Linked DNA regions of Mus musculus: region 1 is linked to region 2. Evidence: chromatin contacts called from public Hi-C data. All regions are on one chromosome and are shown on one strand. The core of a region is the stretch at or near the end of the contact, and the rest is flanking DNA. Distances in the headings are between cores, read along the strand shown.

The links. A called contact is a pair of places that touch in the nucleus more often than the background predicts.
Region 1: a contact with region 2 is called in a Hi-C map of the N1E-115 cell line, with 5 times the contacts expected there. A contact is called at or near these places in 5 of 484 Hi-C or Micro-C datasets (the HL-1 cell line, the N1E-115 cell line, Sertoli cells and 2 more) and 1 of 130 datasets of targeted methods (the NIH/3T3 cell line).

What each region holds. Positions count from the first base shown.
Region 1 is chr19:36,816,667-36,823,375 of GRCm38.p6, forward strand. No RefSeq gene overlaps it. Among named protein-coding and RNA genes, the nearest start is that of Tnks2, 14 kb to the right of the region's middle.
Region 2 is chr19:36,529,286-36,536,362 of GRCm38.p6, forward strand. Gm32143 (a long non-coding RNA gene) reads right to left here. Exons shown (of 3, transcript XR_386676.3): 3 at 4,638-4,815. Among named protein-coding and RNA genes, the nearest start is that of Gm32143, 6.0 kb to the right of the region's middle.

The DNA.
Region 1 (6,709 bases), core at 340-2,839, 280 kb after region 2:
TTGAGCCCTCTCAGCCGGGCACGCCTTTAATCCCAGCACTCTGGAAGCAGAGGCAGGCGGATTTCTGAGTTTGAGGCCAGCCTGGTCTACAAAGTAAGTTCCAAGACAGCCAGGGCTAAGGGCTACACAGAGAAACCCTGTCTCGAAAAAAAAAAAAAAAAAAACTGTCTCTCCAGCCCCTGAAATCAATCCATCTTTCTTTTTTCTTTCTGTTTTAGATTTGTTTATTTAATGTATAGAAGTATTTTTTGTGCAAGTACATATGTGCCCACATGCATGTCTGGTACCCATGGAGGTCAGGAAAGGATATGAATCACCTTATAAAGTACATGGATACTGGGAACCAAACCTAAGTCAACAAGTTCCCTCCACTGCCAAACCATCTTTCCAGTCCCCTGAAATTTTTCATAAAGAAATGTAAAGTGGGGGCTGAAGGGGTTGGAGAAATGGCTCAGCAATTAAAGACTGCTTGTTGCTCTGGTACCCATGTCAGGAGGCCCCCCAACTGCCTATAACCCCAGCTCCGGGGAATCTCGCACCTTCTTCAAGTCTCTGTGGGCACACACATACACGTGAAGTCTCTGTGGGCACACACATACACGTGGTATATACACACATGCACACACACAAAATAAGTGAATGAATAAAATGAGAACATAATTTAAAATAATTCTTTAAAAGTTTTAAAGAGAAGGTTGAAGAGATGGCTCAGCAGTTAAGAGCACTGTCTGCTCTTCCAGAGGTCCTGAGTTCAATTCCTGGCAACTACATGGTGACTCACAACCATCTGTAATGGGATCTGATGGCTTCTTCTGGTGTGCCTGAAGACAGCTACAGTGTACTCATATACATAAAATAAATAAATACATAAATATATACATACATAAATAAAAATTTTTAACGAAAGAAATGTGACGTATCTAATCTATCCACTCTTGGACAGATTCCCAAAGGACTGGAAGTCCACAACATACTTGCACACCGTGTTTACAACTGCAATATTCACAACATCCAGGAAGTGGACAAAGCAATTTGATAATACATATGCAATAGAATCTTAAGCAGCTGTAAGAAAATTAAAATTATGCCATTTGAAAAAAAAAAAAAGGATACACCTGGAAATCATGTTAAGTAAAATATAACAGATTCAGAAAAAAAATCCCATTTTCTGTCATATATGGAACCAAAATTTATGTGTGTTATATATGTTTGCATGTCACAAAACTAGAAAGGGGATGAGAAGAGGGGAGGAAGAGATCTTAAGGAAGATGAGAAATACTGGTCGCGATGGAAAGCGAACCCGTGACTGACTGGAAGGCAAGCAGGCGGCTGCTGCACCGGGAGGGAGTATAAGGAAAAGCAGTGGGGTAAGAAACGAAAGAGAACAATGTATAATGACACACATGTGTAAGACGCCAGGACCCTGTGTTCTTCCTATGTAGTCTATGATGGCTAGTGTCAATTTGACAAAAATCTTTTACCATCTGGAAAGGCTGGGCCCCTGAGGATGTCTTTGGGGAGTGCTTATTGTTAATTGATGTGGGAAGACCCATCTTAATTGTGGGAGGGACTTCCTGGACTTCCACAAAGGGAGTAGAAGAGCTGAGTAGGGAGGGACTCGGCAATTAGACTTGCTCCCATGTCAGGAGGCTCCCCAATTGTCTCCAGCTCCAGGGGATCTGACAGCCTCTTCCAGCCACCGTGCCCCCGCCCCCCGCGTGCATGTGTTCTACACACACACGCACACGCACACACGCACACACACAGCATGCATTCCTTACTCTTCTGCCTCTTGACTGTGGGTGCAGTGTGACCGGCTGCCTTTGCTTCGCCGCAGTGATGGATTTCTTTTGAACTGTGAGCCAGAATAAACCATCTCTCCCTTAATTTGTCCTTGTCAGATATTTCATCATGGCTAAGACCCTAACTTAAAAAAAAAAACAGGCCTACAGCTATGGCCGCCGCCGCCGCCGTCGCTGCAGCTAGAGGAGACCCTGTCGGAGAGACTCTGGGGTCTGATGGAGATGTTTGTTTCCTGAGATGGTCTGGTCAGTCGCCCGAGCCACCTTTGACCACCTTAAATCTCTCACTCTTTGTGGCTCAGAAGATTACAGATTTTCCAGGGCGACTTTGTGGATTGGGACCACTTCTTCCTTCATGATCTTGCTTCTTCCTGTTGTCTTTGAAAAGTTGCAAACGGAGCAACAGTAGCAAGCCCAGCAGTAGCTTACTTTTAGGGCCTCACACGGGGCTGTCAGGAGGAGTGCTAGAACTTCCACTTCCTGGAAAGATCTAGAATGTCACTGCGGTATTTGTCCTGGTAGGCGAAATTTGAAATTCATTTCTGTTTGAACTGCTTATTGTTTGGATTTTTTTTTTTTTTTTTTTTTTTTTTTTTGGGTTTTCGGGACAGGGTTTCTCTGTGTAGCCCTGGCTGTCCTGGAACTCACTCTGTAGACCAGGCTGGCCTCGAACTCAGAAATCCGCCCGCCTCTGCCTACCAAGTGCTGGGATTAAAGGCGTGCGCCACCACGCCCAGCTTTGTTTGGACTGTTTATTCTTTTTTTTTTTTTTTTTTTTAACCTTGGCACATCCATCTATTTGAACCGGGTGGGAACTTTCTCTGTTTCTCACGGAGGGACCCCAGGTGCACCTGAGCCCTTTCTAACGCCCTCACTTCCTGTTCTCACTCATGATGCTGGAGTACAGCCATGTGGAGGTCATTCCACTCTGTTCCCTTAGTAAAAGCTCCTAAGGAAGTTCTTACGTGCCCATTGTGGGAAAGAAGTAAACACCTCTGACCATTAACATTTTTTTTATTTTAAAGAATGGAAATGCTAAGACGTGTAAACAGTGTGGGACTGACAAAATCCATTACAGCTACAGTACAAAACAGCCACCAGGAATCCCTGGGTGTGCTGGAGAGAAGGGAAGCTAGCTGTAGCTTTAGCCAGAGGGGCGCTGAGCAGAGCAGGCCCTCATTTCCTCTGTACAGTTTGGCTCTTAGACCTGCATATGTATAAAAAAAGAAGTCAGCGCTCACTTTTTGTATTTAAATACTGAAAAAGAACTCCAACTGAAAAAAATTAAAAATAAAAACTAAAATATGAAGTTATACCCAAGAAGATCAGTGAAAGGCAGATAATATTTTTAAAATCCAATAAAGAAAAGAGAACAAAAAGATAAAAATAAAAATAAATCATCTTTGGGTAATGGTTTATGTTGTCAAATCAGAAAGCACTTGTTCTTGGAGCTTGAAGAGATGGCTCAGAAGTTAAGGATGCTCACTGATCTTGCAGATGATTAGGACCAGTTTCAGCAGCCTCATGGTGCACAACCACCCGTACCTCCAATTCCAGGCTCCAATGTCCTCTTCTGACCTCTGCTAGCACCTGCACACACATGGCACACATGCATGCACACAAGTATACATAAGCACATATAATTAAAAATTGAAGGCATATATATCATATATATATATATATATACTTATAATTTTGATGGATATAGTATAGATCATACATAACATATATGGCATAGATTTGTGTGTGTGTGTACACACACACACACACACACACACACACATATATATATATATGACATCATGGAACTAGATTAAGGTAGCCACTCAAATAAACACTTATAAAGTTAAAATGAAGCCATGGAGTGTCACTTATAGTTTACACTTTCACTGTGGGTTATACTTTTGTACCTTTATCCACCCTAAAAGCAAAACAAAGTAGAAAAAGAAAGAAAGAAAGAAAGAAAGAAAGAAAGAAAGAAAGAAAGAGAGAAAGAAAGAAAGAAAGAAAGAAAAACACATAGGATGGATCCAGGCACTGACTCAGCAGTTAAAGGTGCTGGCTGCTCTTCCAGAGAACCTGGGTTTCATTCCCAGCACTCACATGATGATTCACAATGGTCTGTAACTCTAGTTCCTGGGCATCCAGTGACCTCTTCTGGTCTCCATGGACACTATACACACACGGTGCGCAAACATACGCAAGCAAAACACTCAGACACATAAAAAGAAAATAACTTTAAAAGAAAAAAATAAATGACCGTTGACCTGCCTCAGATCCCTTTTCATTCCTCAAGTGTTCTTTGGCCTGCATCCCATCCTTACTCATCACTCAATATTATTCTTTCTTGGTCTCCTTTCTAAGTGTTTTACTATGCCCATATTTACACACACACACACACACTCTCTCTCTCTGTCTCTCTGTCTCTCTGTCTCTCTGTCTCTCTGTCTCTCTCTCTCTCATTCATTATAAGCTAGGATCTGCACAGGAGGAAGAAGATGTGGTTGTTTCTTTTTCTCCTAAGTTTGGGTAACATCATCTACTACTATTCTCGCTAAGAACATACACTTTCCTGAAAGTTTTGGGGATTTAATTTTTCTTTAGAGCTGAACACTATCGATGTACCATTTTTTTTTCATTTTCCATTCATCCACTGATGGACATATAAGTTCCATTTCCTCACTGTAGTAAATAGGACAGTAATAAGCAAGGGTTGGGGGGAAAAACACTTACTTAGACAAATTGTTTTAATACTTAGAAGAAATTGGCTACTGTCTCTTATAGTTAGCATTTTGTTTATATCTTATCTCCAAGAGCAAAGGTATGTAAAGATTAAAAAAAAAATCTATTGAATGGAGTTTACCGGGTGATACAATTGCTTCTTCCCAGTCCTAAGTTTTGTTACTTAGTGTCTGATGCCTTGGTTAATGGTTTCTTGGGAGAAACCCATTAATCATCTTGTTTAGAAAGAACTGCTTACTGCTGACTTCTCAGTTAACTGTAAGAACTGTTATTACTGTTACCCGTGTTACTAAGGGTTAATGGTCAGTGGCAGCTATTAAATATTGAGCTGAGAGCCGGGGCATGGTGGCACACACCTTTAATCCCAGCACTCGGGAGGCAGAGGCAGGTGGATTTCTGAGTTCGAGGCCAGCCTGGTCTACAGAGTGAGTTCTAGAATAGCCAGGGCTACACAGAGAAACCCTGTCTCGAAAAACCAAAGATAGATAGATAGATAGATAGATAGATATTGAGTTGAAGTGGTATCGGCAGAGGATGTGGTCTACAATTAATGGAACCATCTGGAACAGAGTCCTGCATTTTTGGAAGCTTGATGTGGGCCTGTAGCCCTCTTCTTAAGATGGGAGCACTTGATAAGTGGTGCTAGGAGATTTTCTATTATTGTGAGGGACGAGTAAAGAAAATGATTACTTATTTCATATTAAACTTCAAAATCAAGTCCATAATGATTAATTTCAAAATCAAGTCCATAATGATCAATAACTTAAGTATACAGGGGAAATGTTTAACTTCTAGGGAAAAATTAGAGCTCTTGACAATATTTTTAAATCTTTTAAAACATTTATTTATTTGTTTGCTCAGCGATTTGGGAGGTAAGGGGATGCACCACGTGTGCCACAGTGTAGAAGTAAGAAGATAACTTGTGGAGTTGGCTCTATCCTCCCACTTGAGGATTAAACTCAAGTTCTCAGGCTTGGCTATAAAAGCCTTTACCAACAAAGCAGTTTTGCCAGTCCAGAAGAAAACGCTATCATTATGACCTTGGAGTTCCAGTCCAAATGAATTTTATCTTTATGACCTTGGAGTAATGGAGACTCCTTAACAGAGGCACAAATCCTACAAGAAAATATTATAAACCTAACTACATTAAAACTGAGACATCTTCCCATTGAGAAAGTGGATAAAGAATAGATGAAAAAAATGGAAAATATATTTTCCACAAATATAACTGGTGAAGGATTAGTATCCAAAAATACATAAAGAATTTCTACAAACAGCAAACACAATAAACAATGGTCAGGATACAAATAGGCACTTTACTAAAGAGTAACTAGAAAGAGATATTGTGAATAGAGGAAGAGATGCTGCTGTGGTCTGAATGATGACATCACCTCCAAAATCCATGCTGAAGCTAATCTTCAATGCAACAACAATACAGTGTGTCATTTGGGGTCATTAAGACCTGAGGGTTCTTTAGTTACTTCTCCCATTGCTGTGACAAAATATTTGACAAGAAGCAAATTTAAGGGAATGTCCCAGAGACACCCCTCCCCCCCAAAAAAATAACACGGCTATTGCTGTTGGTGTTCGTTTCCCACCAGAGTGTGACTGTATGACCCTATTAGAAGACACCAAAGACATCACACACTTTGGTCACAGGGTATGAAGAAATCAAGTTGGTACTGACCAGGAAGCTTCATAATGCTGGATGGTGCTATGCCAGATGCTAGGGTGTGGGGCAAGAATCAACAGGCTTATCCAGCTATAAAGCCCATGAGCTGCAATAATGACCAACACGGCAAGATATGCCCATGGGTACAACAGTGGCATGTATGTCACGGGAGTAACCCAACTACCTTCTGCTTAGATGTAAGGTCTACTTTACAGGAGGAAACCCATTCCTGGGACCGTAAAGCTAGCCAAGAACCAATAGTTGGGGAGCTCATAGACCCCAAGGTTGAATCTACTATTGCAGTAACACCCTGCCCTCTAAATGTGTACCTCTAGTCCCATAGTGTAGTACAGCTATCAGATCTTATCAGAGAAGTTTCTTTTTGTGGTGGATGGTAGTTAATTTAGAAACTTAGACAACTGGTCAAAGAGTTGAGCAAAAGAGTCTGTAGAGTGCTTAGCCCCAAATGAGACATCCATGTTACATTCCCTTC
Region 2 (7,077 bases), core at 4,411-6,910:
AACCATCCAGTGGGAAAAAAGACAGCATTTCAACAAATGGTGCTGGCACAATTGGCGATTATCATGTAGAAGAATGCGAATTGATCCATTCCTATCTCCTTGTACTAAGGTCAAATCGAAGTGGATCAAGGAACTCCACATAAAACCAGAGACAGTGAAACTTATAGAGGAGAAATTGGGGAAAAGCCTCGAAGATATGAGTACAGGGGGAAAATTCCTGAACATATCAGCAATGGCTTGTGCTGTACCATCAAGAATCGACAAATGGGACCTCATAAAACTGCAAAGCTTCTGTAAGGCAAAAGACAACGTCAATAAGACAAAAAGGCCACCAACAGATTGGGAAAGGATCTTTACCTATCCTAAATCAGATAAGGGACTAATATCCAATATATATAAAGAACTCAAGAAAGTAGACTCCAGAAAATCAAATAACCCCATTAAAAAATGGGGCTCAGAGCTAAACAAAGAATTCTCACCTGAGGAATACCGAATGGCTGAGAAGCACCTGAAAAAATGTTCAGTATCCTTAGACATCAGGGAAATGCAAATCAAAACAACCCTGAGATTCCACCTCACACCAGCCAGAATGGCTAAGATCAAAAATTCAGGTGACAGCAGATACTGGCAAGGATGTGGAGAAAGAGGAACACTCCTCCATTGTTGGTGGGATTGTAAGCTTATACAACCACTCTGGAAATCAGTCTAGCGGTTCCTCAGAAAATTGGACACAGTACTACCGAAGGATCCTGCAATATCTCTCCTGGGCATATACCCAGAAGATGTTCCAACCAGTAAGAAGGACATATGCTCCACTATGTTCATAGCAGCCTTATTTGTAATAGCCAGAAGCTGGAAAGACCCAGATGCCCCTCAACAGAGGAATGGATACAGAAAATGTGGTACATTTACACAATGGAGTACTACTCAGCTATTAAAAAGAATGAATTTATGAAATTCCTAGACAAATGGATGAACCTGGAGGGCATCATCCTGAGTGAGGTAACCCAATCACAAAAGAACTCACATGATATGTACTCACTGATAAGTGGATATTAGCCCAGAAACTTACTATACCCAAGATTACAAGATACAATTTGCAAAACACATGAGACTCAAGAAGAACGAAGACCAAAGTGTGGACACTTTGCCCCTTCTTAGAATTGGGAACAAAAGACCCATGGAAGGAGTTACAGAGACAAAGTTTGGAGCTGAGACAAACATCCAGGGGTGCATCTAGAGACTGCCATATCCAGGGATTCATCCCATAATCAGCCTCCAAACACTGACACCACTGCACACACTAGCAAGATTTTGCTGAAAGGACCCTGATATAGCTGTCTCTTGTGAGGCTATGCCGGGGACTAGCAAACACAGAAGTTGATGCTCACAACTAGCTATTGGATGAATCACAGGGCCCCTAATAGAGGAGCTAGAGAAAGTACCCAAGGAGCTAAAGGGGTCTGCAACCCTATAGGTGGAACAACAATATGAACTAACCAGTACCCCCCAGAGCTCGTGTCTCTAGCTGCATATGTATCAGAAGATGGCCTAGTGAGCCATCAGTGGAAAGAGAGGCCCATTGGTCTTGCAAACTTTATATGCCTCAGTACAGGGGAACGCCAGGACCAAGAAGTGGTAGTGGGTGGGTAGGGGAGTGGGGGGGGCATGGGGGACTTTTGGGGTAGCATTGGAAATGTAAATGAAGAAAATACCTAATTAAATTTAAAAAAAAAAGAAAAAGAAAAAGAAAAGGCCTCCATAAGATGTAGCTGTAAGGTACTTTCTTAATTAGTGATTGATGGGGAAGGGCTCAGCCCATTGTGGCTGGGGCCATCCCTGGGCTGGTGGTCCTGGGTTCTATAAGAAAGCAGACTGAGCAACCCATGGGGAGCAAGCCAGTAAGCAGCACCACTCCACAGTCTCTGTATCAGCTCTTACCTCCAGATAGCTGCCCTGTTTGAATCCTGTCCTGGCTTCCTTCAGTGACAGACTACAACGTGGAAGTGTAAGCCAAATAAACCCTTTCCTCCCCAAGTTGCTTTTGTCATGGTGTGTTGTCATAGCAACAGTGACACTAAGACACAGTCCACTGTGGCATAGAAGACATGGTGGCAGCAGCTTTAATACTGCTTGTGGCTTCTCTTTTTTCTCTCTTCTAAGCTACAAACCAGCAGTTTTGTAGGAATCTTACCAGAGACCCCATTTACAGGAAAAAGACACACAGTAAATCCTTTGAGCAACCCTACTGACTCTTGACTTTACCTTATGAGACTGTAATTTCATCCAAGGCATCTTCAGAGCCACCTTATTTATCAAAAGAAATAGAAAAGAAAATTGGGAGGGGGGATGATTTCTTAGCAAACATTGGAAATACAAGTTGAGAGCCATCAAAATGGTATATATGGTTAAGGCTAAGAATTAATTGCATACTCTATCTTGAAGAGCCTGTACCCAGCCACCACTTGGATGCGTCGTTTCTACCTTGGGAAACACATCCTGCCACTTGGGTATATCTTATTTTCTTCTGAGTGCCTTTTAACTCTCATGCTTAAGCCTGTATCTAAATATCTTTAATAAAATGTCCAACTTTGCTTCACTATACCAGCAAGTCCTGAAGTTCCCAGTTCATTTCAGCCTTTATTGAGGTCCTTAAAAGCTGAGGGGAACTTCTTAGCCTAGCGAGGCAAGAGCATCATGAACTGTTTCTGTCCTACTGACCTAGCAAACCACATGGGCCCCACAACCTGAATGACACAGGTTGCAGATCGGGTGTCCAAACATATCAGCCTGGGGAGCATATTTCAAACACCCAGCTACCACAAATTGGTAGGTTCATTATTTCCTTTTTTTTTTTTTTTTTTTTTTTTTGATTTTTCGAGACAGGGTTTCTCTGTATAGCCCTGGCTGTCCTGGAACTCACTTTGTAGACCAGGCTGGCCTCAAACTCAGAAATTCACCTGCCTCTGCCTCCTGAGTGCTGGGATTAAAGGCGTGCACCACCATGCCCAGCTCATTATTTCCATTTTTAAGACTAAAAAATATATAAGTACATCAATAATTATGTTTACTAGTGACTATAATTTATAATCTTTTAAAATGCACTAGCAGCAGCTTAGCTGGCTTGCCCCCAATGGGAAATATACAGAATCCACTTTGGTAACTGTTGTCAACAGGATAAAGCTCTGGGATTTAGCACGGCATAGGGGAGGACCCATCAGGATGGCCTCTGTCCACACTCCAGCCACATCTCGTGTCACTTGTCCCCTGGCTCAGCTGTTCTTCCTGCTCCTCTGTTTCATCTCTTATGCAACAGACTGCCACATGTCCTATACCTACATCTACCCCTACATCTCCTAAAAGAAATCTCTCCTCTGTGTGGCCACACTGATTTTCTCAGACTGACCCCAGCCATGTCTAAGGACTGAAGGGCAGTATTAAAACCACCCAAACCAGCTCTTTGAGGAGAGTCTGGTAAGCGAGCACAGCTGAGCCTCTTCCTTTGACTGAAGATCTTTCTGTAGCTCTCTGCAGTGAGGGGGAGACTTCAGCATGAGGCATAGGAGAAAGTGATTGAGAGGCAGGTCCAGCCTGTGCCTGGCTCTCCCTATGCCATAACTGGTGGTCTTTCTGAAACCTAGGCTGGTTGCTCTGTGGGGAGAAAGAAGCAGAAGTTCTTGTCAGGAGTTGGGGGGGGGGGGGGGCGAGCAATGGCAGAAACAGTGCTGAAGAAAAAGCTAAGTCAAAAATAAGGCCAGGCCGGGGAGTTCACAACTTCCTGGAGAAGTCTGCTAGAAGCCTGTTTCAAGTAGGTCGCAGAAGCAGAGCTTCAGTGTGATCCTAGAGGGAAACTAAGCAACTTGTACCCTTTTGGAGACGGGGAACAAAGAGAGGCTCAGGAGGTCATGCTGTCTGCCAGGCAGGGTTACAATGTATGGTCATTTGAGTGAGCAATGTCTCTGACAGGCTCAGGTGTTTGAACAGTTGGTCCCCAGTTGGTGGCGCTGTTGTGGGAGAGGCTACAGCCCTGATGGAGAAATACATTGCTAAGGGTGGGCTTTAAGACTTGAAAAGTCTCACTCCACCTGCAGTCCTGCCTCTGGAATGTGTAGAATTATGTGACCTCCCTGCTTCCTGACCCTGCTGCCGTGCCTGGCCTGATGGACACTTATTCCTCAGAACTATACGCCAAAATAAACTACTTTTCTTTAAGTTGGTTCTGTCCTAGTGTTTCTTCATAGTAACAGAAAAGTAACTGACAGAACTTGTTGAAGAATTACCCAAGCTCTTATCTCTCTCTTCCTCTGGACTGGTTCATTGGCCCCTAACTCTACCTCTATCTCCATGCAGAAACCCCAATGGGCAGGGCCTTCCTCACATCCTCCAGCTGCCAGGTCTAGGTCTGAGCTCTAATGGAAAGCTGGGAAGTCCTATTATCCGTCAAAAGACTGACCAGAGAGCATTAAACAAAGCCAACACTTAGCTTCCCACTTCCCCTCTTACACTGACAATTTAATAGGCACAAGTTCCCAAACTGGGAAAGAGACAAATGATTTGCTTTTCAGACCTCGGATCATAAATACAATCAGACAAACCTAGTTAAATAAATGTGCTCCGCTCAATGACTGCAAAGAAACTGAGTGATTATCATGCAACTGTATTTAGGGTCCATAAATTCCGTGCAGACTTCTTAAAAACTGCCGATTCCAGGAAATCTCTTAAGACATTGATTCTGGCAAGCCTGGATAGCACCTTGATGGTATATGGACACTTCAGATTCCCCCAGTGAATGTGGATGCAGGTAGTTTCAGTGGCCTAGACAAATAAAAGGAGGAAAGTTTAAGCTGCAAAGGCTGCTGGAGTCATTTAAACACTGTATGTAGGGGAAGTGTCTTTGCGTAGGTTGCCTCTATGCTATGAGTTATGCGGCAGGCCACCTGTGTTCCGGTTGTGGGCTCATCTGCACCCTTGGGCCATCATTTGACTTCTCTCCTGGCTGGCCAGCAAGGTGGTGACTCTGAACTCTGCAGTGGACCCCTGCGTTTCTCATTATGAGATGCGATCCGTAACTTGGCTCATCCTCTCATTTCGGTGGCTTTGGCTACCGTGTGCCTCCGCGGAAAGGCAGAGTTTCTCTCTGGATGCAGACAGAGCCGAGCTGATCAATCTCATGCAATGACAGGTCCAGAAGAACGTTCAGAACAGCGACTTCCTGCTCAAACCATCTGCTCTAGTCCTAACCGCAGCTCTGCTTCCCAGGGCTCCACCCCCGCCTGCCCTTTGTTCTTAACTCCCAAGGCCACCCACACTGTCACCTCTTTCCCAGGGTCCTGGGAGCCCCTCCCTTGTACGGAAGGGGTTTTTTGTTCCCTTCCACCTCTTAGTATTTTAAATTGCTCTGTGCCTAGATCTCTGATCTCAGCCCTTCTCCTCCTTAGTTTCCGGTCTAGGTTGTCAATCACTCCATTCCATCTGCTTTTCTTTATTTCTTTCCTAGCCTGGAATAGAAGAATTTCCAAGAGTTTCCAGTCCCTGCTGGTGGATGAAGGTCTGGTTTGACAAAAGACCCCTTTCTAGTCCTTACTTACTGCGTGCCTGATCCGAGAGTGGACTTGGGTGTGTGCCATGCCCCAGGGAAAGGAAAGAGAGAGGGATAAAAAGCCTCATCCTGCCAACGGGACTAATGCCAGATCCTTCTCTGTTCGAGTCACCGGCAGTGAATGTCACTCTGTGCGGTGTCTTGGCAGCCAACTGGTTTTCCAGGGCGATACCCCTGTGAATCGCCTGAACTCCATTCACAGCATTCAAGGAAAAGTACAGAAGAAAAGCTAAACTAGATTAGACCAATCTTCCTCCTGGAGCAATGGAGCTCTTAACAGCAGCCATGACTGGCAGTTGCCCTTTGAGCTATTTACCTCATTAGATTAGGGGCAGCCGCAAACAGCTTCTTTTCTTTAGTAACTCAGCACTTAAGTTTCTCTTTTATTCCCACCACCATTACGTCCTGCCAATTTCTGCTGCCTCCTTCATTGTTCTTGCCTTCATTATCTCTCACATCCCAGCTCCTGGCAGGGTCTGATTTCTGTTTCAAGTCTCCCCTCACCTCTACTAGAGCAATCTCATAGATTCCTATAGCCTAACCAACATCATCTAAGACTCCATCTCTACTCAGGCCCTCCTCAGGCCAGTGTCCCAAGACCATCTGCATAGCTCCAACCTTTATCCTCTCATTTCCTTCACCAGCCTTGTACTGTTAGGGTTTTGGGAAGAGAGAAAAGAAAGAAAAAAAAAGTCTGAAAATAATCATTGCTAACACAATATTTTCTGAATAATTTAGGCATGAAGTCAATTGAATTCACAGGTGCGGATGCTCCGTAGACAAAAGCCGAGTGCATTTAAGGTAATTTAATGCTGGGACTCTCTTAGCTTGTGTACCTATAACCTGCACATAGGTCTGATGTATATTAACCCGTTTGGTCTCTTGGATGTATATAATTTAGGTTTTTAATGAAGCTAAAAAAAAAAATCCATTGAGTGCAGGTGGGTCTGCCACAGTTGCTTAAATAAATATTTATTTAACTGGCTGGCTCATTTCCTCCGGCCTGATCATTAATTATATTCATGTTAGAGCCTATTATACTTCTGTGTGAAGCTTTCTGATTGTCTCATGAGCACATTGTGCTGTTCTCAGAGGGCTATCAATTCTCTGGGGGGGGGGGGGTGTCAAAGCATTTGCTCTTTGCCACCCGAGGTTCAGTCTAATCCTCTCTAGCACAGATGAGTGGGCAGGGAGAGTGACGCTTTGGTTATGGCAGAGAGGGGTGGGGGTCTTTTGATGATGTTTCTCTAGCCAGTTGCTAAGCAGAAGGAAAGCAATCCCATCAAGCGAATGGCAGTCCACCTGGAAAGATGTGTTTGGTAGGAGGCAGGAGGGAGAATTAAAACGAGGCCAAGGGAAGTAGGAAGACCTACTCACACGGTGTGTAGTTACTTATTCCTTTAGAGCGTTTCTTTTTCATCCCTGCAAAGGCAGGGTCTGAAACCACCCGGGATGACTGACAGATATATATTACCACC